6 separate regions of the Mus musculus genome follow, and regions 2, 3, 4, 5 and 6 are each linked to region 1. A link is a contact called in public HiChIP or PLAC-seq and promoter capture Hi-C data. All regions are on one chromosome and are shown on one strand. Each heading gives the region's core, a stretch centred on a gene start, on an enhancer-like site or on the middle of the called end of the contact. The rest is flanking DNA. Distances are from core to core; before and after follow the strand shown. Region 1 holds the start of 1700095J07Rik (RIKEN cDNA 1700095J07 gene). Region 2 holds the start of Flnc (filamin C, gamma). Region 3 holds the start of Atp6v1f (ATPase, H+ transporting, lysosomal V1 subunit F). Region 4 holds the start of Tnpo3 (transportin 3). Region 5 holds the start of Tspan33 (tetraspanin 33). Region 6 holds the start of Copg2 (coatomer protein complex, subunit gamma 2).

Region 1 (2,935 bases), core at 189-2,688:
AACCACTGTCTTAGCACAGGGGAGGGAGGTAATCAGGCAAAGGAGGCTGGGGGAGCCACTCTAGGAAAGCTGGTAGGGGCAATAACACCCTAGGGAGTCTGGTGCAGACAGTGAGAAAGACAAATCTTGTTTTGTTTTGTTTTCTTCCTTCAATGAAGTGATCAGATAAAGGTGGCTAGAAGTCTTTTCATACCCGTCTGCTGACAGATTTCTCCTAGGAGAAAGCAATGGATAGTCTTTTTTTCTCCCCAGAACATAGAGTGGAAGTTACCAGGGGCTGGTGGGATGGGGAGGAGGGGTTATTCTTTTAAGGGCACATGATTTCTGTCTGGATTGATGAAAAGGTTCAGGAAATGAGCACTAGTCATACTTGCACAATATTTAATGGTTTTTTGCTGTTGCATTGAATATTTAAATATGGTTAACATTGTATATTTTATATGTATGTTACAACTAAAAAAAAAAAAATAGCTGGCATTTTGAAGGGTAGAAAGATAGGAGCAAATGATCTTCAATTTAGCCCTCAGTACCTGACCTGACAAAGTCCAAGTGTGTGTCATAGAGAAAAGACAATAGATAAAGCTTTTGAGGATACTTGGCACTATTCTGCCTCTTTTACCTTGTTGCTCCTTAGGTTTACAGTACTTTTGAGCCCTGTAGAGCAGTATATCTCAGACTTCACTGTTCAGGGAACTGTCTGAGAACTTAGTTCAACTGCATATGTTAATTGAGTAGGCCTAAGGCCCTTCTAGAGGCATTCCTTCCTAGTTCTCAAATGATGCTGACACTCTGGTCCATTCTGGGAGAGCTGTGTAAATTTCATCTTCATCTACACTGTATCCTCAGAGTCATGAACTGATATAGGAGTTCAGAGGGCAGAACTGTGTCTTTGTTCTGCATTATAACTTATTTAGGGTGCTTCTATCAGTCACCTTTGTGATTTTAAAAAGGACCTCAACTTACCTCAAATTCTGTAGAATGAGGATGTTAGTATCAAATTATTTCTGTTCTTTGCTGCTTCTACTGCAGTTCCGGAGTTGTTGACCTTGTTTGCATAGAGGGTAAATGAACCCTGTTTGCAAGCTCTGGGGAAGCCTTACTGTAGTCTAAATCCCTGCAAACCAATTCCCTCTGAAGAGGGAGCAGAGTGGAGAGAACATGCTGGTGTGGGAATTTCCAGATTTGGACGCCAGTCTGAGTAATTGCCACTTTGGCCTCCTCCATATCCAAACAGCCTTTGCAGCACTGTTGAGAGGGTGGTACATAAAGTATGAATGTAATCATACTGCCATTATTTACTACCGTCGTTTATGTTGATGGTAACGACACTGGCAGTTGATCGATGAAGTGTGTGAGGAGGTTGGGGGAGGGGGCGGAGGGAATGCACGATGGCAGGAGAAAGAGGAACTACATCTCCCAGAACTCCCCTGACAAGCTTACACCGCGACGACGATGCTCCTCCCCTCCCACCGGCGCCCCGCCCCTCAGATGACGTCACAGAGGTGACATCACGGCGCCTAGAGCGAGGCTAGGGTAGAGAGGCCGACCGAGCTGGAGTCGTCGGCTTGTGGAGGAAGCAGCTGGGAGCTGGCGAGAGCGTGAGCGAGCGGGCGGGCAGGCGAACGAGCTAGCGCAGGCGGGAGGGAGCGGCGCACGGCGCGGAGCAGCGGCAGCCCGGGCCGCGGCGGAGCCTCAGTCGGAGGGCAGCCCGAGCGGGCGCCTCGGTCCCCGCCCCCACTCGGCGGGGCAGTGCCCGGTGTTCCCCCGTGCGGGGGGCGGCGGCTGAGCGGACCCCACGGGACCGCGCGGGTGTTGCCACCTCGGCCGAGGAGCCGGCGAGGCCGCGGGGCCCTGCGAGCTGGGCCCGGAGCCCGTGACAGACGGGCCAAGGAGGGGAGAGAGGCGGCGGCGGCGCAGGCGACGGGGAGGCAGCGGCAGCGGCGACACCATGTCATCCCCCAGTCCCGGCAAGAGGCGGATGGACACGGACGTAGTCAAGCTGTATCCTTCATGGAGGGGAATTCGGACTGCGTGTGGGGCGGGTGGGGGTGCCCACTCGAGGGCTCCGGGGCACTCCAGGCCACTGGCCGCGCCTCCCCTCCCTCCCCCAGTGCCTACGGCGGCCCCTTGGCACCTCCCCGGAGCCGAGGGCTTTTTCAGTCCCCCTTTATCTGCAGCCCCCCGAGATGTGCGTTGTTCTTCGCCTTCCTTGCACTCCCCCCCCACCCCCAGCCCCTGACTTTCCCTCTACGACGTTTGGATTCCTAAGACGGCCCTTTCTTAGGGGTGTGTGTGGGGGTATAACTAGACGCCTCCTTCGTCACCGGGAGCTCATCTTCAGGGTCTTTGCTTCCTGTTTGCTAGCTTTGGGTTTATGGGTTCATTATAGAAATTCCTGAGAGGGAAGCCTTTCTCTCTCTCTCTCTTTCTCTCTCTCTCGGGTGTCCCTGTTCCTTCCAGTCACAGTGCTGCTTAAACTGGGGTAACTCAAGCAACCTTCTTTATCCCTAATTCCTTTCTATATTAGGAAGAGAGTAGCCTGCCCAGGGCCCCCTCTTGTAATAAAGAGCTCCGTGTGTTTTAAATCAGACACTCCTGTTAAGCCTTCTGGTCTGGAGAACCTTCCTGTTTTTCTTTCTACTCACAAAGCCTATCCCACTCATAGTGCATGCAGTGAGGACCCCCAGGCCCTCTTAGCAGGCAGGCCACCCTCCATATTGTGGAACTGACAGCTGGGACGAAGGAGAGAAAGGAGCTCCCCGAACAAAATAGCCACTTGAGCAAAACTCCCTCTGAGGATATGGTTCTTGGGGACTGCTTGCCCTGATCTGGGCCAAGTGACACCTTTTATTTTCTACCCCTTCCCCCAGCTTTATATACACCCGAGGTTGCAGTGGGAGAGCTGTAACTGATAAGAGTCCTCCAGGCAGTGGTT
Region 2 (2,935 bases), core at 144-2,643, 870 kb after region 1:
CAATGACTTCCTCTCTTCCTCAGCCTTCCCCTCCCTCCAGGGCAGCTTGACCCTTAGCTGTAGCCAATCCCAGGCCAGGTGGTGGGTTGGAACAGGGCATGGACAGGCAGGAGTCCCCCTCCCAGACGACCTAAACGACCAGGGCAATCAGGGGTTAAAGCTCCCAGGACGTTGCTCAGTGCCTTTTTAGGTTTCTGAGGCCGGGTTCTGTTTGCTCTAGTCCGGCCAGATCCCAGATGGGGAGCACATGCCTGCCAAGCGCATCAGCGAGCTTCAGGCCACTAGTCTCCCTGGCCTCAGGGCCCTGAGAACCCAGAGACGACTGGAACCTGTCTTAAGACTGCTTTTGCCCAGCGACGAAGGCGATGGGAAGCCATTTGCTTTCATGTGGGTGGCGGGATACGCCCCCAAGGAATTAGCACTGGGCACCAGCCCTGTCCTCGCAAGCATGTGCAAGCAAGGGTGGCCCGGTGGAAGGAAAAGAGGGGACTTTGGGCAGGTCGGTAGGAGTGTGTGTAGGGAGGCTGAAGCTAAGATGTTTGGACAACTTCGGAAGGGAACTTCTCAGGGGTGCCACCTGTCCTAGAGGGGTATCTGGGCTCCAGCCTGTACTGGCGAGGGAGAAATCAGACCAGGCAAGGGAAAGGTTTTCTGTTCCGGATCTCAGTACCCGCACCTATGTGACCTGTTCCTACCCCCGCTGTGACCGTTCCCTGTGACCCCCGCACTGACCGATGGACACGAGCTTGATGTGTTCCCGCTCCAGGAACTCCAGGGCCACAGACACATTTTCCAGCTTCATTTGGCGGAAGTTGGGGCGCGGGTGGAACTTGCGGTACATGCGCTTCTGGCTGAGCACTTCGAGCAGCGCGATGAGGCGCAGCCCGTCGCTGAGGTCTCGCTGCAGGTCGGTCAGGCGCTTGCCCACACACTTGAGATGCTCGTTGCACCACCGCGTGAATGTGTTCTGCTGGATCTTCTTCCACGGTGCGTCCTCCGCTAGGTCCTTCTCCGTGGACGGCATCTCGTCCGCCTCGTCAACCAGGCCGAGGCCGGAGGCGTCCGAATAGTTGCTGTTGTTCATCATGGTGGCGCGGCGGGGGGCCGGGGGAGTACGGCCTGGGGATCGGGCTGTGGGTGCTGTCGGGGCGGGACGCGGGGACACCGAGTTCTCGGAGACTTCGTTAGCGCTCTGGGCGGCGGGGCTCGCTGGCCTCTTGGGCTGAGCTGCTGGGCTGTCCGGCTAGGGCTCTCTCTCTCTCCCGGGGCGGAGCGGTGCTCGGGAAGTGCGGGCCGGGCCGGGGCAGTGGGTTTAAGAAGCCCCCGGGCTGCCGACCCCCCCGCCGCGCCCGCAGCCCCAGGGTCCACGTCAGAGCGCCGGCCTCCCAGGAATGCCGCCCGGCCCGCGGGTGGGGGCCGCGCTGAGCCCCACGGCCCCGCCTCCGCCCGCCCCTCCTCCACGCAGTCCTCAGCAGGAGCGGGGATGGGGTGGGGGCGCTGGCCCTGAGCTTCCCCATGCACACTGTACACCCCAACCTAGTCTTAGCCATTTAGGGATGAGGGACACTCCTTCCACACTCAGATTGGGTTAAAGAAAGTAATGGGGAAACTGAGGCAGTGGTTAGGGCTAGACAAACTGATCTGGTGTTGACAGAACTTTCTGGAGTTGGTGACAAGGCTGTTGACACAGCCTAGGAGTCCTGGCTTCTAGCCTGGTTGTATTGTCCACCTGTGAAGAACTCAGAAAGGAAATTGTGTGTGTGTGTGTGTGTGTGTGAGAGAGAGAGAGAGAGAGAGAGAGAGAGAGAGAGAGAGAGAGAGAGAGAGAACACCAGAAGGAGCAGGGACATTGACCAGGAGAGACTGAGTTCAAGGGGGCTCCATGACTTTTGCCACTTTACAAGAAAAAAATGCTTAAACCGTTATTTGGAATCCAAACCCAGGGCCACAGGGAAACCAAGGCTCCTGACCTGACTCAGTGTCCCTGGTCATTAGCCCATTTAGACTCACTGGCTCAGAATGAAGCTGAGCTCAGAACAAGGGTACCCAGTGAGTCACTTTGTGTGCGCCCCCCCCCCCCCCGTGACTCAACCAAGTTGATGAGAGGACAAAAGGGCTGCCCAGGTAGTACCAGGGAGCCCCCTGGGCAATGTGCCCACATGAGCCACAGGGCAGATCTTCCCAGGGAAAGTAGAAGTGTGCCAAATAGCAGGAAGAGCCCTGGCAGAGCAGCCAAGGGAAATGTGACTGGGGCAAGTGGGCAGGGCCAGGGGCAAAGCGGGCAGGAAGGGAGGCAGGCTAGAAGCCTAGGCAGGATTGGGTTGAGGGCAAGCCCAATAAGGTGAGAGACATGGGAAATGTTCACAACAGAGAAACTGAGGCAATCCAAGCTGCCTGCCACACACAAGGGAAGGACCTACAAATGAATTTACATCGCAAGGAGAGGTCAGATGTGTGTCCACTGCTTCCCCATCCTTCGAGACTAAGTAAGCTTAGCTTTGAAGGAAGACAGTCCTTAATTCAAGCCATGTGACCGCTGAGGCTTGGGTAAATCATTTTACCTTATTTCCCTCCTCGCAGTCATAATGAAAGGAAAGGCAATAATAAAGCATCTTTGGGAGCTCTTTCCTCAAGGGCAGACGACAGCGGTGCCCACTATGGACTTGGAAAGGAGTTGGGGGAGGCGGAGCTTATGGTGAAGCTCCCAGCAATCATTTCTTTTTCCTTCTCACCTAAGGAGAAGGCCTGGTCCTTAGGAGGGAGGGGGAGGGCAGAAAGGGCCAGGAGCAGAAAAGAGCCCTGTGGTGCATGGTGTGTGGAGCAGGGGTGTCTCTGGAGGCCCTGATAGTGACAGGAGAGGTATAAATAGCTAGTGCCCCGCAGCTCATGTTCGTTGGCTGCCTGTGACAAGGCGCTTAGGAATTCCACTCTCCTG
Region 3 (2,935 bases), core at 280-2,779, 840 kb after region 1:
TCGCATGTGATCACCTCCACACACAGACATGCACACCCATTCAGCTAAGTATTTACTCATTAAAAGTCATTCACTGGGCACCTACTTTGTGTCGAGCATGGAGTAGATTTGGCTTGGTGATTTTAGGACCCCTTCCTGTTGGAAACATGGTAAATCCTTGGAAGTAAGATCTGTCCTCCAGTGGCAATGGAGGTCACTTTACTGGTTTGCTAAGAGATCAGTCTCCCAGGTCAGAGCCTGCCACGCTCCAGGCTGTGGGAACTAGTCTCAGCCAGCATCCCTGGACTGGGCTATTTAGGGGAAACAGGTGAGGGCAGTTTATTCCTGAGATTTGGCATAGTAATTCTAGAAAAGGAATGAGGAAAAAAAATAGAGAGTTGGCACCCTCAATTCTAGTCAACAGTGCACTTTCTGGCTTAAAAGGAATGCCTGCACCCAGTTTTAAAAACTACGACCCAGGGTATGATGTGAAGATCTGAAGTACAAAGTCTTTGGGGAAGGCCATACTTCCCAGATGTTTTGCTTATTGTGCGCAAGACAAATGGAAGCCCCATGGCAGACTGCAGGGAGCTGAATAAACAGAGTGGGTAGTAACTTAGAAGACACAGGTAAAGCTGCTTGTTATCCAAGCCCTGTTACTTGAGTTCAATCCTCAAAGCCCATGGAAAGAAAACTGACTCCACAAGTTGTCTTCTGACCTCCATGTGTGCACACCTACCCACGGACACACACAAACGCCGTAATTAAAAAGAAAGAGTTGACCTGGGTTCTGCCTCCTATGGCTAATGTGCCTGTGCCCTAACCAATTGTCCTTTATTTTTCTCACTAGTAACTGGGAATAACCAGTACCTTACAGGACAATTGTAAGCCTCTAAGATAAATGAAGCGTATACACACACACACACACACACACACACACACACACACGCGCCCACTGTCCGGACCTACGCTGGAGGTGGTTAGTTTTCTTAGTCGAAAAGACTAAGGTTCAGAGAATACGCTACAGAGACCCCGGAAGAGGGCTGAACAAGCCGGTCAGCACTGGCAAGAGGCTCCAGGCGTCCAATTACAGCTGGTGCAGACCATAAGCTCCACTCCCCTCCTAAACTGACACACAATCATGTGATGGGGAAAGTTCGTGGACCTGCGGTAGGCCGGACCCCACTGAGCCCCAAAAGGGAACTTAGATGGCGGAGGCCCCTGCTCAGGGTGGACAGACGACTTCCGGGACCATCCCGGTCCCCATCACCACGTGACACCCAGGTTATCAGGCCACCAATTCTCCCCGTGCTTGTAGCAAGCGGAAGGACCCATTTAGGCCTAACAGGCTACCGTACCTGAAAGTGTCTTCGATCTCATTGATGGTGGTATCCTTCTCCACTACCAGGAAATTAGGGTGGCGGTTCTTGTTTAGCTCCCCTATGCCGCCCAACAGGAAACCAGTCACCGTGTCCTCGTCTCCAATCACCGCGATTAGCTTACCTCTGCCCGCCATCCTGTCCGCCGGGCAGAGCGCTTCCCAAACACCTGTGATGCCCCGCCCCCGCAGAGACCCCGCCCTTCAGTCATGCGCAGTTCCCCGCCTCCCGGGCATGCGCATTTAGCAGGAACTCCGCTTAATCTGCGTACTCTTGCGCCATAGAGGCCAGAAACACAAACCACAGAACTACGTCTCCCAGAAGGCTGAGCGTCACAGGCCTCTCTCTGGCATTCTGTCCTTAATTTCTTCTCTCTTGGAAGAAATGCCTTTTGAACCTAGTGTTATTAGAGACCGAGACTTTAGGGGACATACTTTTTTTTTCTTTCTTTTCAGTGTACGTTAGTTTGGTTTTGGCTTTTTTGAGACAGATGGTTACCTATCTCAGGCCGGACTTGAACTTGCAGTGTAGAAGAGGATAGATCCTATTGCTTCTACTTTCCGAATGCTGGTATTATAGGCCTGCGCCATTACACAAAACAGAACAGTGTGTGCTTGATTTGTTTGACTTAAAAAAAAAAAACATCTTTTTGTTGTTACATTTGTGATTTCGGAGGCAGGTGTAGTGTGGCAGTGGAGCAGGCCACAAGTTTGTGAGGTCATAATACACCCTATGAGAGTCACCTTGAGGTTCATCTGGTCAACCCAGTGCTTTTTTTTTTTTAAAGATAGGTCTCAGGGCTGGAAGATGGCTAGGTGGTTAAGAGCACTGACTGCTCTACTAGAGGTCCTGAGGTCAATTCCCAGCAACCACATGGTGGCTCACAACCATCTGAAGACAGTGTCAGTGTACCCACATATATGAAATAAATAAATCTTATAAAAAGATTTATCCAAATATTAGGATTAGGCCAAACTACCTACCCCCTTTTTTTGGTTTTATTTGGTAGTTTGTTTTTTGAAACCTGCTATATGTAGCCTTTTCTGGCCTGGAACTCAGAATGTAGACTAGGTTGGCCTTGAACTTGCAGCCAGTGGTCCTACTGCATCATCCTCCTGAATGCTGGGACTACAGAAATGCACCACTATTTCCTGTCCATTTGTTTGTTTCAACTCTTGCCTCAGTCTGGGATTACAGACATAGGCTACCATAACTGTCCAAGAACAGGTATTTCCTAGCTGGAAGGTCAAGGTCTGAATCGGTATGATGTACACATGCATGCTAACTATGACATGGCTAACAATTACTGAATATATATTAAATTACCAAAGAAATAGGCAAATGAATGATGACACTATGTAGTGCTGTAGAAACCAAGCAAGGCCTCATGTTAGTTCCTAAATTTAGATAATTGCATAGAAACAATCCTAGCACTTAGGAGGTTTGAAGCAAGAAGATTGGCACAAGCTCAAGGCCAGCTTGGGATATTGTCTTAGGAATGAGAGGGGCACCAGCACATGTGAAGAGGCACTGTGACCAGGGCAACTCTTAGAAAGGTTACATTTAATTGAGGCTGG
Region 4 (2,935 bases), core at 141-2,640, 690 kb after region 1:
GTCTCTGCCTCCCAAGTGCTGGGATTATAAATATGGTCCAGCATGAACAGCTTTAAATTCTCATCTTTTAAAATGAGGTTTAGGAGCTGGAGAGTTGACACACTCACTGATCTTGTAGAGAACCCACACTCAATTCTCAGGATCTATATAGCAGCTCACACGGTAACTCCTCCAGGACCAAGTTGCACATGCATAAATATGTAGGCAAAACACTCATACACATAAAAATAAGTCTTTAAAACTATTTCATTAGAGCTGGGCGTGGTGGCGCACGCCTTTAATCCCAGCACTCGGGAGGCAGAGGCAGTCGGATTTCTGAGTTCGAGGCCAGCCTGGTCTACAGAGTGAGTTCCAGAACAGCCAGGGCCCTCTACACAGAGAAACCCTGTCTCGAAACAAACAAACAAACAAACAAACAAATAAGCAAACCAAAACTATTTCATTAAAAAAGGACTTATTTTGGAAGGTTGTTAATCTTTCACTACATTACATTACATTACACATGGTCAGCCTTCATTAGATACTAACAGTTATTTTTAGTGAAGCAGCAATATTGGGAAACTGGCATGTTAACTGAGGATTGCTAGACAGTTGATTTTGTTTGTCATTTATTTATTTATTTGTTAATTATTTTCTGAGACAAGGTCTCTTTGTGTATTCCTGGCTGTCCAGGAACTTGCTCTGTAGACTAGGCTGGTCCAAACTCAAGAGTTAGGCCTGCCTCTGACTCCAGAGTGCTGGGATTAAACCTGTCTGCCATCACCGCTTGGCTGTTTTTTTTTTTTTTTTTTTTGGTTTTTTTTTTTAAAGAGACAGAGTTCCACGTATTAGAGGCTGGTCTTGAATTCCTCCTGATGGTGTTGTGGCTAACTTCCAAGAGCTGAGATTACAGGCTCTCTTCCTTTCTTTCTTTCTCTCTCTCTCTCTCTCTTTCTTTCTTTTTTTTTTTTTTTTTGAGACAGGGTTTCTCTGTGTAGCCCTGGCTGTTCTGGAACTCTGTAGACCAGGCTGGCCTCGAACTCAAAAATCCGCCTGCCTCTGCCTCCCGAGTGCTGGGATTAAAGGCGTGCGCCACCACGCCCGGCTGAACTGATGTTTCTTAAACACTCCTTGGAGACGGGTGAAGAAGTAGGAACCGGGAGGAAAGACTTTGGATTCCTTGCTGACGAGATAAGATTTGGTCAGGAACGTTAAGAGTAGCCAGACTTGAAGCTCAAATAAAGACTTACGCACCTAGGAGACTGACTACCTTGTGCCTACTTCCCCTTGGTTCTCCTAGTCCGGCAGGGTCACTTCCGGGAGGAGGCGGGGGAAACAAGAGGAGGCGTGCCGGGAAGGAGGCAGTTTGTGGTGCACCAGGCGGAAGTGTGCCAAAGTCTACGGACGGCCACTTCCGGCCCGGGGAAGCCCTGCTTCGGCTCGCTGCGTGGTTCGTGTCATGCGGAGGTAGGCCTCTGCGAGCAAGGCGGGAGGTGCAGAAGCCAGAACCCGTGTCCGGACTCGAGAGTCTGCGATTCTGGCGGGAAGACAAGACAAAAAGGAGGCAGGAACCTGAAAGCGACCTCTCCGCTGTTTCCGAGGGGGCAACTTCCACGAGGAACCCCCCTTCCCTGGTAACGGCCAGAAAGGAGGAGATGGCGCCAGTCAGGGAGCGGCTGTGGCCGAGACAGTGAGGACGCTTGAAGGCAGAGCAAGCGGAAGCCTAGGGAGGAGTATCGGGCTCTTTGCTGTCATCGCCGCCGCTCCCGCCAGCATGGAGGGAGCCAAGCCAACCTTGCAGCTCGTGTACCAGGCGGTGCAAGCGCTTTACCACGACCCGGATCCCAGCGGAAAGGAGCGCGCCTCGTTTTGGCTTGGGGAGCTGCAGCGTTCGGTGAGGTTCGGGGAGAGTCCGTTCTGAGCCGCGCGGGACCAGGGCCGAGTGGGATGGGATGGTTCTCCGCTTGAGTGGAGCGCTTGGCAGTGGGAGATCCTCTTTCCGAAGGAGCTGGTGCCGCGGGGTGGGGCTGAGCAGCCACAGATGTGCTGCCTTTCGGAAACCAGTGGCAACTGATTGGTCACGAACGGGCCCTTTCCCTCGTCTGTGGAATCCGTTTTGTAGTTCTGTACGTCTCGCTTGTGGTCTGGCTCTCCTTTAAGTGCTTTTGGTACACCTTCCGTATTCAAGAGTTGCATCTGGCAATACCTTCCCTTTGGCAGCCTTACTCACCCCTCAGTGTCCCTTGCCGATTTTCATTCGTGTTATTCTCGAAATTTCTCAGGCTTCTAGATTCGTGTTCGTACAAATTTTCTCCTCTCATTGGAGTGCAACGTAATATAAAGAAAAATTAGTTATGGTTTCAGGAAATCTTTGTAGTTCTTTTGTTTTATATCAGATTCCTACTGTATTTCTTCTGCCTGTACGTTTTTATTTGTAAGATGGCTATCATAGCTATATTAATTAGTCCATATTTTTGTGAGCATGTGGTGGAGTGTGTGTTGTATCTATCGTATTTCCACATGTTAAATTTTTGGGCTCATGTTTTTTCATTTTTTGACTCACACTTTGTATTTTCTTCCATGATTTTTCACACTCACCTTTGCTATGTTTTTATTTTTTATGAATTTTAATAGCTTGTGATTTTGCTGACAGTGTTTAGGTTTTAGTCTATGAACTGTGAAATTCTTTGAAAACTAAGGAGCCTCTTAACAGACTAAGTACCTACTTTCTTTTTCTTTTCCTTGTGTTTGGTGCTGGGGATCCAGTCCTGCCTACATCTCTAGCTCTCTCTCTCTCTCTTCACCCTTTATTCATTATTTCATTTTATACTCACAAACATGAAATGCTTGCTCTCCCTTTTCTGTTTAACTCATAACTGATGTTTAATGGTGCTGTATCTTCTTAAATAAGCCCCTAGGTTGCAAGTACATAATTAAAAAAAAATATTTGCCACTT
Region 5 (2,935 bases), core at 325-2,824, 610 kb after region 1:
TCTCATTTGTCCCAATAGGCTGGCACTTATGTACCCTGTGCCTGTGCTTCACACCAGGGCCCCTGTGAAACCTTTCCAGCAGTGGCCTTGGATCTGCCTTTTCCCAGGAGGCCGTTCAGGCCCACTATTATTCCCTCTGGCAAATCTGAACTATTGGTCTCAGGCTGAAAGAGGCAAAGATGATAGGCTTCTGGGCTGCAGCTTTGGTGCAGTAGAAGCTGGCAGAAGAATGGAGAGATGGGGAAGGACTTCCCCTTGTTATCAAATCCAGAGGGGCCCACGCACTCTCTGGCTATGAAACAGGACTCAGCTAGCATTCTCTAATGGGCTCCCCCTCCCCCTGAATTCTCAGCCCTCTCCTGCCATCCCCCAATACACTGCATTAGATTTTTGCTGGGAGGAAGGGCAGGCCTGTGGACTTGAACATATTTACCCAGATCAGTCAAATCAATAAGGATGGTAGAGAGGGGACGGAAATCCAGGTGTCAGGAGCTCGGGGTTAATATTGTTTACACTTTTCCACCCCAAACAAAAGATTCTGAAAGGAGCCATAGCTTCCAGCCCAACAACAACAACAACAACAACAACAAAATCCTATTTGAATCATCTGAAGCCTGTCAGCTCCAAGTAGAGAAGCTGGTCTTGAAGAAGGTAGGGCAAAGTTTAGGGCCATGCTGGGGTACACATCGGACCTGGAGACCATTCTTAACCCTTTTCAGCCCTGACAGGAGCAGACACCCGAGGCCTGCAAAAGGGACAGATATAGTCCCTTGACACAAGCCCCTGAGGAACTGGGGCGAAGGAAGGCTTGGGGTTTCTCTTCCTTCTCTCTCCCTCCACCCCCGCCCCGCGCCCCGTATGGCCAGTCGGGCCTTCCAGCCCCCAGGCCTGAAAGTCCCTAACCATGAAATATGCCCATGGGGCTGTCCAGCCAGCTCTTTCTTTCCCCAAACCCTTTTTATTTCATGGCCTGACACAGATCCTCATCCCTGCTAAAGCTTCATCCCTGGCAGCAAGGATGATTGCCCACCTCTTAACGTCCCCTTTTGACACGGCGCCACTGTGGTTTTCCTCCCCCGGAGAAATGCCCCCAAGTGTCACCAGCTCAGAAAACTACGAAGCACCACTCGACACGCTCCTGGGCACCGGGCAGCCCAGGCCAAACCTCCCAGCCTCAGGCAGCCCCCTCGGCGCTCCAGAGATGCCCGAGAGTCCGGGTGCCCCCTGACCCCCCGAATCTCACCCAGAAGAGCATGTTGAAGAAGAAGAGCAGGTATTTCACCAGCGGGCTGACGAAGGAGAACTCGTCCCCGTAGGCAGCCGGCACGCCAGGTCTCCGCGCCATGGTCCGCCGCTGCCCCCGGGGGGCCTATCTCCCAGCGGCCACCGGCCCACCTGTGCGCCCTGCAGCCCGGGGCGGGAGCCGCGGGGCCACGGGGACCCGAACGCCGGGGCAGCCGCGCCGCGCCGGGAGCCGCCCGAACCGTGCGTCGGGGAGCCGCGCGGCCAGGGAACGGCGCCGCCGCTGAAGCCGCGGCGGGCAGCGTGAGCAGCGGAGACTCCACCGCGGCCGCAGACCAGCTTGGCCCGCCCGGCTCTCAGGAAACCGGGCCCGCCCCCCGGACGGCCATTGGTGAGGCTGCCCGAGGCTGACTTCTCATTGGTCGGCGGCCCATGTCACTAAGCAGCCAGCCATCCCTCTCCTCCGAGAGGCGGGGGAGACACCTGTTCTGTGAGGGACAACTTGCTAAAGGGTCAGTGGTTCTGCTTCTGCCCGCCTAGACGGAAAGCCTGCAGGCTGCAGCTGCTTAAGGGAAAAAGAATGAGGAAAAGGAATGTTTCCTGCATCCCACACCCACGTCCTCTGCCCAGTTGCTGTGCACGCACGCAAACACACGTACGTTAAAATCAACAAGTACGCACTTTGTGTGTTGAGCAATTCGTTAAACGCTGTGGGAATAGAAAAGAAGGTTGATCCTCAGGGATCAAGACAATAAAATCAGAGTGACAAATGACAGGTACTAACAACCAGAAAGAGAAGAATAAATACCCCTGCTTAGCAATCAAATACTTTAAATGCTCGTTTTAAAAGCCTCATAACCTAACAGTGGAATTCTCAAACCATCCTTTTCTCTCATTACCGTCCAACCTCTCTATCCAAACCCTCTCAGAACGTTTGTTTACGTGGAGACACCGGTTTTTTGTTTTTAATTTTGTTTTGTTTTGTGTTTGGCATGTTAATAGGATATGCACAGATTGACTCCCAAGTACAATGTGGTGTACATTGTACTAGCTACACAAGTACGATTTTAACCTGGGGAGGAGTCTGATTTTGCCATCAATAGCGTGATTCCCCAAGCTACACTTTTTGTAACGTTGAGTGGGAAAACTGCAGCGTAAGGCATTGATCAAATAAGAATCTGTTAGTGCATGCAAATGACTTACACGGAGATGGCTGATAAGGGGGCTCACTAAAATGTGGTACTTTCACTCCTTTAAAAGATTCTTTTAAAATGTGTGTGTGTGTGAGTGTGTGTGTGTGTGTGTGTGTGTGTGTGTGTACCACTGTGCACACAGGTGCTGATGGAAGCCAGAAAAGGATGTCAGATCCCCAGGAACTGGAGTTACCGGGATTTGTGAGCTCCTTAAGTCAGTGCTGGGAACTGAACTTTGGTCCTCTGTAAGAGCAACAAGTGCTCTTAATAACTGAGCCATATCTCTAGCCCTGGTATTTTGTTTCAATAGGATTCAAAATCCAGTGTGGAAATACAATAACTGCATGAATAACTATTATGTAATTGGAAGAAGTTGAGCACCAGAAGGTGTCATGGCGGGAGAAACGAGGAGGATGAGATTTTAGAGACAGTGGGGACGTGAAATCCAGGTGGACACAAAAAGGTGTGTCGAAGCTTGGACAGATAAAAGCAAACCGCGT
Region 6 (2,935 bases), core at 145-2,644, 590 kb before region 1:
GAACTCAGAGATCTGCCTTCTGGGATTAAAAGCGTGTGTGCTATCATGCCCAGTTTGAAATTTTTCTTAAGGGTATGTAGCATAATCTAGGTAGGACCTTTTCTAAGCCCTGTCAGGATGAGATAGATCTTCATGTATAAAGTAATATGTCAGCCTTCAGCTCTAGTGTCATTTATGGCGACTACATATGCCCTCTCCAAATATGAGTGCTTTACTTTTGTACCTAAAATGAACAGACAGTTATGGTGCATTTCCTCAACAATAACAAAGCTGCCAGGGTGTTTTACTAGTGGTGCCATTTCTAAGCTAACATCTCTGTCCCCCAAATGATGCCCTATCATTTGTGTGTGTGTGTGTGTGTGTGTGTGTGTGTGTGAGAGAGAGAGAGAGAGAGAGAGAGAGAGAGGGAGAGAGAGAGAGAGAGAGAGAGAGAGAGATCTGAGTAGAAGTTGTCAAGTTTGGTTAGAAGGTTGCCCAAGAGGCAAACCACGCCCTCAACGGAGGAAGGACTGTCATTAAGATCTTAAAGTAGTCAACGCCCTAAGAACAGGTGAAGCTGGAAAGACCTTCTAGAAATGTGATGTCTTCGATGCCCAAGGCATTAAAAGCGTGTTTTTCATACTCTGAGACGAGGACAAAAAAAAAAAAAAAAAAAGAGAAAACATTTGGAAAAGCACTGAGACACATGAGTATCCCTTAAATTACTTGAGTGTTATGCAGATTGAATCATTTGAAAATGGTGAAAGCCAAGAAAACTACACTGGTTTGGGTGAAGAAGGAATCATAAGAAGTTGGGAATGGCAGTCCCCAAATCTACCCTCTTGGAAAGTTAAATTAAGACCAGCTTTTCGGTCTCCTCAAATGGATCACATCACGCCTTCCTTTTAGTACGCTTCTAGTGCTCTCAGAGTCGCACATTCAACGTGTCCTATGCTTTGTCGTAGTTTCCATGAAGTCAGAGAGTGAAACACCAACTTCGCAAGTATTTTGGGAACCCCTGACATTTTCAAAGCTCCTAGAAGAGAAGCCTACAAGAAGTGTGCCAGGGGAGAGCTTCTTTCGCCATGGAAGGGCCCAGCAGTGGATTGTCAAAGATGCGGCTGTCATTTGGTGAAGACAAAGACTTAAAGCCCCACTCCTCACTCTCCAAGAACTGAGGGGGCCTGGAGAAGTCACTAACCAAATAAAGTTCCCTGTTTGTTGTCTCAGACCTGGCTTGCAGAGTTTGTGAAGCGGGGCGTGGTGAGCCTCCGGGCAGATTCTGGCCACGCCCCCGTGCGGCAGTGGGCGGAGCAGGGGGCGTGCCTGCGTCCCTAGGGGGCAAGGGCGGCCGCGGAGGCCCGAGGGGGGCGGGCCTTGGCCCCGAGTGACGGCCCGCCGGCCCAACCGGTGCGAGAACCCAGGGCCTGCCTTCCTGCAGCGTCTTCCGCTCGCCGGCTGCGGCGCCTGGGACGGTTGCGGTGGGTCTGGGCGCTGGGAAGCCGTCCAAGATGATTAAAAAATTCGACAAGAAGGACGAGGAGTCTGGTACGCGCGGCGCTCCGGACGCCCACTCTCAGGCGCAAGGGTTTCCCCCCTTCCCTCGCCCGCAGCCACCTGCTCTGGGGGGCGGCCGCAGCGGCGGGGTCTGCCCGAAGCCCCTCCCCCGGCGCCGGGGCCTCCCCTCGGGCCGCGCGCTCCTGGCCGGGAGTCGCCTCGAGCGCTCGGCGGCTCCGCCCCGGCGCGTCCCCGCCCCCCGCGCCCGCCCCCCGATCGAGCCCCTCCGAGCCGGCCCTCCGTGGGGCCCTGTCGGGGGGCGAGGAGGTGCGCGCGCAAGTCTCGGTACCCTGGGGTTGCTGGTGGGGTTAGGCCCCAGGGCGAGCACCCCCTGTTTTGGGAGCTGGGGTCGACCGGGCCAGGGTTGCGTGTTTATGGACTCTGAAGGGCCTTGATTCTCCTGTTCCCAGGGGTTAAGACTGCCCGGTGGGACACAGCTCATTGAATGCTCAGGCATCCAGAAGTGACTTGCGTGTTGATACCTGTCTGTGGTGCAGTGCAAGTGGGGAAGATGCCAAGCCTCTTCAAAAAAAAAAAAAAAAATCTTCAGCTCTTCAGTGGTAGCTGCTCTCACAAGTGTGGTGGAAGGTTGGGTTAGTGGACCTTCATGGCCTCATCCTGCATGGCCTTTACATCTGTGACTCTCTGCGAAACTGTTCCTTTCTGCTTCAGTAAATGTGTGAAACACATAAAATAGGGCTTGCTTTTAGGGAAATCCATAGTGTCCTGTCATCTCATTACTCTTGGTGGTGGTGGAAACCGACACATTTGTTAACATCCATGGGATGGGGGAGGGGGAAGCAGGGAATGAAGGCACTCATTTTGGATAGGGTTCCTATATCAGGAGAAGTCCAAGATATCTCAGTATGGCAATGACAGAATTTGAACCAGAATCAAAATTACTTCATCCAACTTCTTTGCATATTAGTAATAGTTGTCCTTGTGACTTCCAAGGGATCATTCTGTTTAGGTGAGATTTCCAAGCATGCAATATCCTCCTTTAGAAAAGTCTTTGTAGTCCAGCTATTGAAGACCTTCTCTTTTTCTTATACTATAGGTAGTGGTTCCAATCCTTTCCAGCATTTGGAGAAGAGTGCTGTCTTGCAGGAGGTATGGCTTGGATGTGTACAGTGCCTTATCAATTCTGTTTGAGAATAATGGGCAAAGAACCTAGGAAGTACAAAAGTCAGGACAGCCAAAAAAACAGTGAAGGACCGTAGACCCACCTGACAGTCTGAATATCGGTCTTCCCCCACATTTGATCAAAACTAGAAATCCCTTTTTTATTTCTATATTAAAAGTGACAACGGAGTGTAGCAGTGCAGAGATTGTGGAGTAGAGGACAAGGGAGAGGCTGGGACTATAGAAACGTACAGACATATAGACTCTGTCGTGTGCT

The links. Promoter capture Hi-C pulls out the DNA fragments that hold promoters and counts their contacts. HiChIP or PLAC-seq counts read pairs in DNA pulled down with a chosen protein or histone mark.
Region 2: a contact with region 1 is called in a FOXA1 HiChIP or PLAC-seq map of pancreatic cancer cells. The contact joins the promoter of Flnc here to the promoter of 1700095J07Rik in region 1. A contact is called at or near these places in 6 of 39 promoter capture datasets (3T3-L1-derived adipocytes, cranial neural crest, frontonasal cranial neural crest and 3 more) and 1 of 115 datasets of contacts at active chromatin or transcription factors (pancreatic cancer cells).
Region 3: a contact with region 1 is called in a promoter capture Hi-C map of liver, with 7 times the contacts expected there. The contact joins the promoter of Atp6v1f here to the promoter of 1700095J07Rik in region 1. A contact is called at or near these places in 4 of 39 promoter capture datasets (the C10 cell line, hippocampal neurons, liver and 1 more).
Region 4: a contact with region 1 is called in a promoter capture Hi-C map of pre-B cells, with 5 times the contacts expected there. The contact joins the promoter of Tnpo3 here to the promoter of 1700095J07Rik in region 1. A contact is called at or near these places in 9 of 39 promoter capture datasets (the 3T3-L1 cell line, 3T3-L1-derived adipocytes, the C10 cell line and 5 more), 1 of 484 Hi-C or Micro-C datasets (muscle stem cells) and 4 of 115 datasets of contacts at active chromatin or transcription factors (astrocytes, memory CD8 T cells, pancreatic cancer cells and 1 more).
Region 5: a contact with region 1 is called in an H3K27ac HiChIP or PLAC-seq map of cardiomyocytes, with 6 times the contacts expected there. The contact joins the promoter of Tspan33 here to the promoter of 1700095J07Rik in region 1. A contact is called at or near these places in 18 of 39 promoter capture datasets (the 3T3-L1 cell line, the HPC-7 cell line, HPC-7-derived erythroid cells and 12 more), 1 of 484 Hi-C or Micro-C datasets (erythroblasts) and 1 of 115 datasets of contacts at active chromatin or transcription factors (cardiomyocytes).
Region 6: a promoter capture Hi-C map of pre-B cells shows a contact between it and region 1, with 6 times the contacts expected there. The contact joins the promoter of Copg2 here to the promoter of 1700095J07Rik in region 1. A contact is called at or near these places in 9 of 39 promoter capture datasets (3T3-L1-derived adipocytes, cranial neural crest, frontonasal cranial neural crest and 5 more), 2 of 484 Hi-C or Micro-C datasets (embryonic stem cells and pre-B cells) and 2 of 115 datasets of contacts at active chromatin or transcription factors (astrocytes and pancreatic cancer cells).

Annotation. Positions count from the first base shown.
Region 1 is chr6:30,303,118-30,306,052 of GRCm38.p6, reverse strand. It overlaps 1700095J07Rik (RIKEN cDNA 1700095J07 gene), which reads right to left and starts at 1,438. Exons shown (of 2, transcript NR_166056.1): 1 at 964-1,438. Ube2h (ubiquitin-conjugating enzyme E2H) reads left to right here and starts at 1,514. Exons shown (of 7, transcript NM_009459.3): 1 at 1,514-2,001. The coding sequence starts at 1,949.
Region 2 is chr6:29,431,611-29,434,545 of GRCm38.p6, reverse strand. Flnc (filamin C, gamma) reads right to left here and starts at 1,393. Exons shown (of 48, transcript NM_001081185.2): 1 at 733-1,393. The coding sequence starts at 1,087.
Region 3 is chr6:29,466,377-29,469,311 of GRCm38.p6, reverse strand. It overlaps Atp6v1f (ATPase, H+ transporting, lysosomal V1 subunit F), which reads right to left and starts at 1,529. Exons shown (of 2, transcript NM_025381.2): 1 at 1,338-1,529. The coding sequence starts at 1,495.
Region 4 is chr6:29,608,304-29,611,238 of GRCm38.p6, reverse strand. It overlaps Tnpo3 (transportin 3), which reads left to right and starts at 1,390. Exons shown (of 23, transcript NM_177296.5): 1 at 1,390-1,873. The coding sequence starts at 1,754.
Region 5 is chr6:29,692,853-29,695,787 of GRCm38.p6, reverse strand. It overlaps Tspan33 (tetraspanin 33), which reads right to left and starts at 1,574. Exons shown (of 8, transcript NM_146173.3): 1 at 1,244-1,574. The coding sequence starts at 1,345.
Region 6 is chr6:30,895,253-30,898,187 of GRCm38.p6, reverse strand. Copg2 (coatomer protein complex, subunit gamma 2) reads left to right here and starts at 1,394. Exons shown (of 24, transcript NM_017478.3): 1 at 1,394-1,527; 2 at 2,594-2,646. The coding sequence starts at 1,491. It overlaps Tsga13 (testis specific gene A13), which reads left to right. Exons shown (of 8, transcript NM_054073.2): 8 at 945-1,207. The coding sequence ends at 1,114.